2 separate regions of the Mus musculus genome follow, and region 2 is linked to region 1. A link is a contact called in public promoter capture Hi-C data. All regions are on one chromosome and are shown on one strand. The core of a region is the stretch at or near the end of the contact, and the rest is flanking DNA. Distances in the headings are between cores, read along the strand shown. Region 1 holds the start of Pdlim2 (PDZ and LIM domain 2). Region 2 holds the start of Ppp3cc (protein phosphatase 3, catalytic subunit, gamma isoform).

Region 1 (2,700 bases), core at 79-2,578:
GAGGATCGGACAGTGTGAACCCCAGGCAGTGCCTGCCCTACCCGAGGGCTGCTCAAGAGGTTTTCAGGGAACTGAGGGTAGAGCTTAAAAGGGAGAATACGTACAGATCTGGGGCCCTGTCTTCAATCCCCAGCACCAAACCAAACAAACATAAAAGGCTTCCAAACTAGCTGCGGAGGGAGAGCAGGTGCAGCAGACAAGGGGCCCCTCTTGGAGGCCCCTGGAATTAGTCTGTGGTAGAGCCATTTACCTGCCCAAGGAGAGACTGTGGGAGGTGGGGCCAGGGAGGCAACCTGGCTGGCTGGGAAGTGCAGAGACTCTGAGCCACACCGATGCGCGTCGTAGGTGAGGAGGATGGTGAGGGTGGCGAGGGCAATTCTCTTGGGGAACTCGGAGAGAATGACTCACACCCGAGGCAGGCAGGTTACAGCTGGGTCCACAGGTGTGCTCTACGCTGTGCCAAGTTGTAAGAGCAACTGAAGAGGCAGGAGGCAGCTGCGTGGGCTCTCAACTCCCCAGGGCAAGAGTTGCCAGGTATAGCTCTGGGGGACCCTCTGGTCAGATGGCTCCTCCTTCCTGGGCCTACACCTGCTCTCCCCACCTCCACACCGTTGCCCTGAGTCATGGAGTCTGGCATAGGAATTGGGCAGACAGGGTCCTCCGTAGTGCTTAGAGCTGGCCCATGCCAGGCAGAATGGTGGGAGAGGAGGTGCCTGATGACCCTGCCAAGTGCTCTCTATCTCCTCTGGGTCTGGGCATGTCTCCCTGCTCAGGGCAGGCTTGCGGGGGTATCTGGGGCTAAGTCACTGCGCTGGCAGTACAAAGCCAGGGGCATCTGTCTGGGAAGAGATAGGAGGGTGGAGGTGTGGCCCAGGCTTGAGATGTGTGGGTATCGGGACTGTATCTGCTCCAACATCGGAGCCAGGAGTGGGCAGAAGAATCGGATGGACCACAGACAGGTCCATCAAGCCAGCGGTTGTCTGACAGAGGTCTGGGGACCGCGACATCGAGGGATCCTTTCCTATTGTGGGGTGGGACGCAGTCTCTGTATACTGCGCACCGTGGGGATGGTTTGTCATTTGAACCGACCCCCTGTGCTTAGGGACAGTCCGGAGGATGTGGACACCTCGGAAGGGTCTCAGTCTAGAGGCGGTTTTCAGGAGGGTCTGCTCTTCTCGCTCGCCCACTTCCAGCTCCCCCACAAGGCGCGGGCCAGGTGGCGGCGCCCCGGCTCGGCAGCGCAGAGGAGGCGGCTTCCCGGGCCAGGGGCGGCGGCAGGGGCGGCCCCGGGATCACATGGGCGGAGGCAGGTCTGGGAGCCCCGGGCGAGCTCTCCCTAGAGTCGGACAGACGGCTGCGGTGGAACGGCGGCGGCTCCTCGTCCTTACTCCCTCCGTTCTTCCCTCCCTCCTTCCCTTTCCTGGCTGGCCTGACCGCCCAGCCCGACAGGCAAGCGGCAGCCAGGTGAGCGCGCGCCCACCTGCACCCTCCGCGGGCCACCGCCCTCGGCGATCTCCTCCTCACCGGACCCTACCCTCGGCCCAAAGCCCCTTTTCCCTGAAACTTCTCTTCGACCTGGATACCCCTTGGCTTGGGTTCTCCCCTGACCCAGACACTCGTCCTCTAGTCCCAGTCCCAGTCCCACCCCCAACCCCCTCCGCCCCGGGGTATTTTGGACTTGTTGGGAAGCAAGCTTGAGAACTGGTACTGGGGACAGCCAGACTGACAGCTAGGCAGTTCACTGAGTCCACTGGTCGGCTCAAAGGTCTGAGAATCTCAGGGCGTTTTCAGTCTTTCTGTGATCAGCCTGGGACACCGTGGCTGGGCCTGGGTGAAAGGCAAAGCCAGTTGCCTGGGGGACAAGACAGTCGGACTGCTGGCCTGGACAGCCTCCCCCTCCCCCCAGGCCTTGATGTTCTTGAGATATTGGACATACTTGCTGACCCATATCTCCCCAGGGACAGCCTGAGGATGGGTGCTGGGCTGGGTGGTGCCCAGGCTGGCATTGCAGCTTCCTGCCTGGGTTGGCTCCTGGCTCCAGATCTAGAGGCTCAGGAAATCCTAGGAGGGCCTGGTCCACAAGGACACTCCCTTGTGGGTCAGCGGGGGCTGTGGATGAGAAGTTTGTGGCCAAACTGGCAGCATCATGAACTTGCCCTGCTGGCCAGTACCAGGGTGGCTGTGGGTGTGGGTGTGCTTCCCTTGGCAGATGAGCCTTGGCCTCCTTTCTCAGGCTGCTCACTAGGGTGCAGCAGGCCCCTAGAGGAGGTAGCAAGCTTCCTCTTGTTCATCTGAACCCAGCTGTTGGGGTCAGGCAGGGAGCCAGGTAGCCCCTCTGAAGACCTTAGTCTGACACCTGCCAGCCCCAGCCTCTGCTAACTTCTTGCTGTCTGGTGGGGCTATCCTGAGGCTTGCTGTCCTCCTGTATACTCTATACAGAGTGTAGAAAGTATTTTGTGCTCTTCGTTTAGGGAACAGGAAACAGGTAGTGAAGGGGTGCGGGGTGCGTTCACTCCTACCACCTGCTAATTCCTTCCCACAGTTCTCCACCAAGCACTTGTATGGAAGTCTGACCTCTTGTCAGTGGGACTGCTGCCTGTCTTAGGGGATCTACTAGTCTGAAGACCCTAGAAGGGGGAACTCAGAGTCTTCAAGGCCTCCCAGGGTGGGGGGAAGTGAAACTCTTAGAAGAGGGAGGGA
Region 2 (2,700 bases), core at 34-2,533, 110 kb before region 1:
ACGTTTCCTTGGATTTAAGTTTCAATATTTCATTATCATTGCTAAAATAAAAAAAAAAAGCAAAGTACTTTTTGCCTGGCCAAGTCCTGTCCTCAGTGAGAAAGAGGCTTCTAATTAAGGAGCAATAATGACCAATTTTTAACCTAAAAATAAGCCAGATTGTGAAACTTGACTATGGGATTGCAAGTCCCCATCACTGCAAAAATAAAACAAAATAAAAAACATATGAGGAGGGGATGAGGAAAATGGCTCAGTGAAACACAAGCATGGGGTTCTGTTTGAGTCCCTGCATTCAAATAGAACCTGGGTACAACCTCAGCGTTTGTAACTTCAGTGCTATGGGGGAAAGGGGACAGGCAGAGGGACAGGTGAGAGAATTTGCTGGCCTTCCAGTCTAGCAGGCATGTCAGCTTCAAGTTTAATGGGACCCTGTCTATTAAATTTAAGGTAGGAGCACTAGAGGATGGCCTCGACCTCTGGCCTCCATATGTGCTCGTATGGGCCAGCTCACCAGCACACACAAATACAAACACTTCATGCATGCACACACACCTACTCCACACCACACATACATGACACGCGCACACACACTCACACACGGTAGGGAGGCAGGTGCGGTGTCACTGTGTGTCACTATTCCACAGTGGAATAGATGCGTCCAAGTAGGCAGGTGACAATATAAGGGGAAATCGGTTAGAAGTCAATTCCCTTTCTCAAGGAAGCCTGGGCTAGCGTCCCAGAAGACAGTGAGTGACTGCTGTCTCATGTATATAGAAAGGGAGACACCGCTTCTCAGAAACGGGGTTCTCCCAGGAGCTGAACTGGAGTAGGATGGCCACGGAGGTACTTAGGCTGCTAGATACAAGCTGTATGCAACAAACATGAAGTTGACAGGGGTTTCAAAGTTTGGGGGTTGGTGAATGGGAGAGGGTAACCTGAGAAACAGGGTAGAATGGTTAATTTCTTATGGAGACAAAGTGGGTGGAGGACCCCAGTGATAACGGAGAGAGCGTTCATGAGATAGGGGCTCTCTCTGATGAGAGGGACACAGACTCAGTGGCAGCCACCAAGAATCAGGACACCTGCCTGGTCCCAAGGTCGCAGCTGCTTCCGAGGTCCCAGCGGCTGGTTTGAGAAGCTACAGGTCAGGGTTGGGCGTCCAGAGCATCTGCCCCACGCGAGGCGGACGGCGGTCAGCAGTGAATCCGGAGCTGAGACCCGAGATCCGCGCGTGCGCAGAGCGCGGCTGCGGCCCTCGAGGCCGCCGGGAAGTTGTGAGCGCGGAGGCGCGCACGCGGGGCCCCAGCCGCGCGCAGCCGCGGTCTCCCTAGTTGTGTCCCTCAGCCGCGGTCGCCGTAGCTCTCGACGCGGTCGTCCCCGCCGAGCCGCGGGCGCCGCCGCAGGGAGGGAGCGGCGCTGCGGCCGCCGCCGTCCGAGGACGCCCCGTATTCCGGGGCCCGGCACGGTGGCTGCCCGCTCGCCGAGCGCAGCCCGCCTAGGAGGAAGGCGGCGGCTTGCGTCCAGCGGGCCGCCGGAGCCGGGAGGAGACCATGTCCGTGAGGCGCCCTCAGTTCTCCACGACCGAGCGCGTCATCAAAGGTGCCGAGCGCGCCGCGGGGAACGGCCCTCGCCGGGCGACGGCTCGGGGACTCGAGGAGCGGGGATGGAGGCAGCGGCGGGAGGCGCTGCAGGGCGCGGGGAGGACCGGGCTGCTGTCCGCCGGCGTCCCCGGTGACTGCTGGACGGGTACCTAGCGGGAGGTGGATAGAGCGACCGCGCCCGCCATCCACTCCCGAAGCATCCAGGCGGTTTCTCCTGATTCCCCACTTTTTGGTCTTTCATCTGGGGACACCGTCTGGGTTGTGTGAGCAGGGAGTTCTCTTGACTCACCCAAGTCATGCCTTTCCTTAGGCTCAGCTCTTTTTTGACAGCTCCTTACCAAACCCTTTAAAAAATTATTTTTGAGGGGTGTGGTGGGTATACTGTGCACGTTTGGCTCACTTTCTCTACATATCCCAAGTCATTGCTTTTATTAAAAGAAACAAGATGATAGTGACACAGTCTTCTTAAAAGGGCTTACAAGTTTTGGCTATAAGGACTTGGTGAATAATAATCTCCCAGATGTCTCTCATTATATCTGATATTCAGTTATTCTAAGGAAACACGAAAGTGTTTCTAAATCTTCTGAGTTTATGATATAGTTTCTGCCCTTTACCCAAAAGGACCTGTCTAACATAACCACTGATTCACATGCTTCTATTGTCCGACTTCTAAGACCCCTCCATAATAATAGTTGGTTTGAAAGCACTGTTTTCTAAGAAGGTGCTATGCTTAGACCAGTTATTTCTGAGTGAGGTGGTTTTCACCATAGTGGGAAAAAACTAAAAATTATTTCCCCGTTTCATTTTGATATTAGGAGACAGGAAACTAAGATTAGTAATGATAATTTTTTTTTTAAATAAGGGGGAGCCTATTGAGTGCTCAGAGAGAGAAGGATAGTATTGGTGTCATAAATGTTAGTTATCTGCCTTGGCAGACAGTACTTTTGAGACTTATTTCCTCAGAATTTGGAATCATTAGGGATTGAAGTCAATTGTTCATAGAATGGACTTAGTCCTTTAACAGCTAGAGTGCCATGACGGTCTTCGTGGAAGGCTTTATAGCATTTAAGCCATGAGGAAGATCTGAGCCTCTTAATAC

What was found. Capture Hi-C pulls out chosen DNA fragments and counts their contacts.
Region 2: a contact with region 1 is called in a promoter capture Hi-C map of adipose tissue. The contact joins the promoter of Ppp3cc here to the promoter of Pdlim2 in region 1. A contact is called at or near these places in 14 of 39 promoter capture datasets (3T3-L1-derived adipocytes, the C10 cell line, the HPC-7 cell line and 9 more), 17 of 484 Hi-C or Micro-C datasets (the G1E-ER4 cell line, the HPC-7 cell line, bone marrow-derived macrophages and 12 more), 20 of 115 datasets of contacts at active chromatin or transcription factors (the 230-238 cell line, SST interneurons, astrocytes and 16 more) and 4 of 9 other capture datasets (adipose tissue, liver, macrophages and 1 more).

The regions. Positions count from the first base shown.
Region 1 is chr14:70,175,443-70,178,142 of GRCm38.p6, reverse strand. It overlaps Pdlim2 (PDZ and LIM domain 2), which reads left to right and starts at 1,328. Exons shown (of 10, transcript NM_001253736.1): 1 at 1,328-1,464.
Region 2 is chr14:70,288,080-70,290,779 of GRCm38.p6, reverse strand. Ppp3cc (protein phosphatase 3, catalytic subunit, gamma isoform) reads left to right here and starts at 1,283. Exons shown (of 14, transcript NM_008915.3): 1 at 1,283-1,599. The coding sequence starts at 1,551.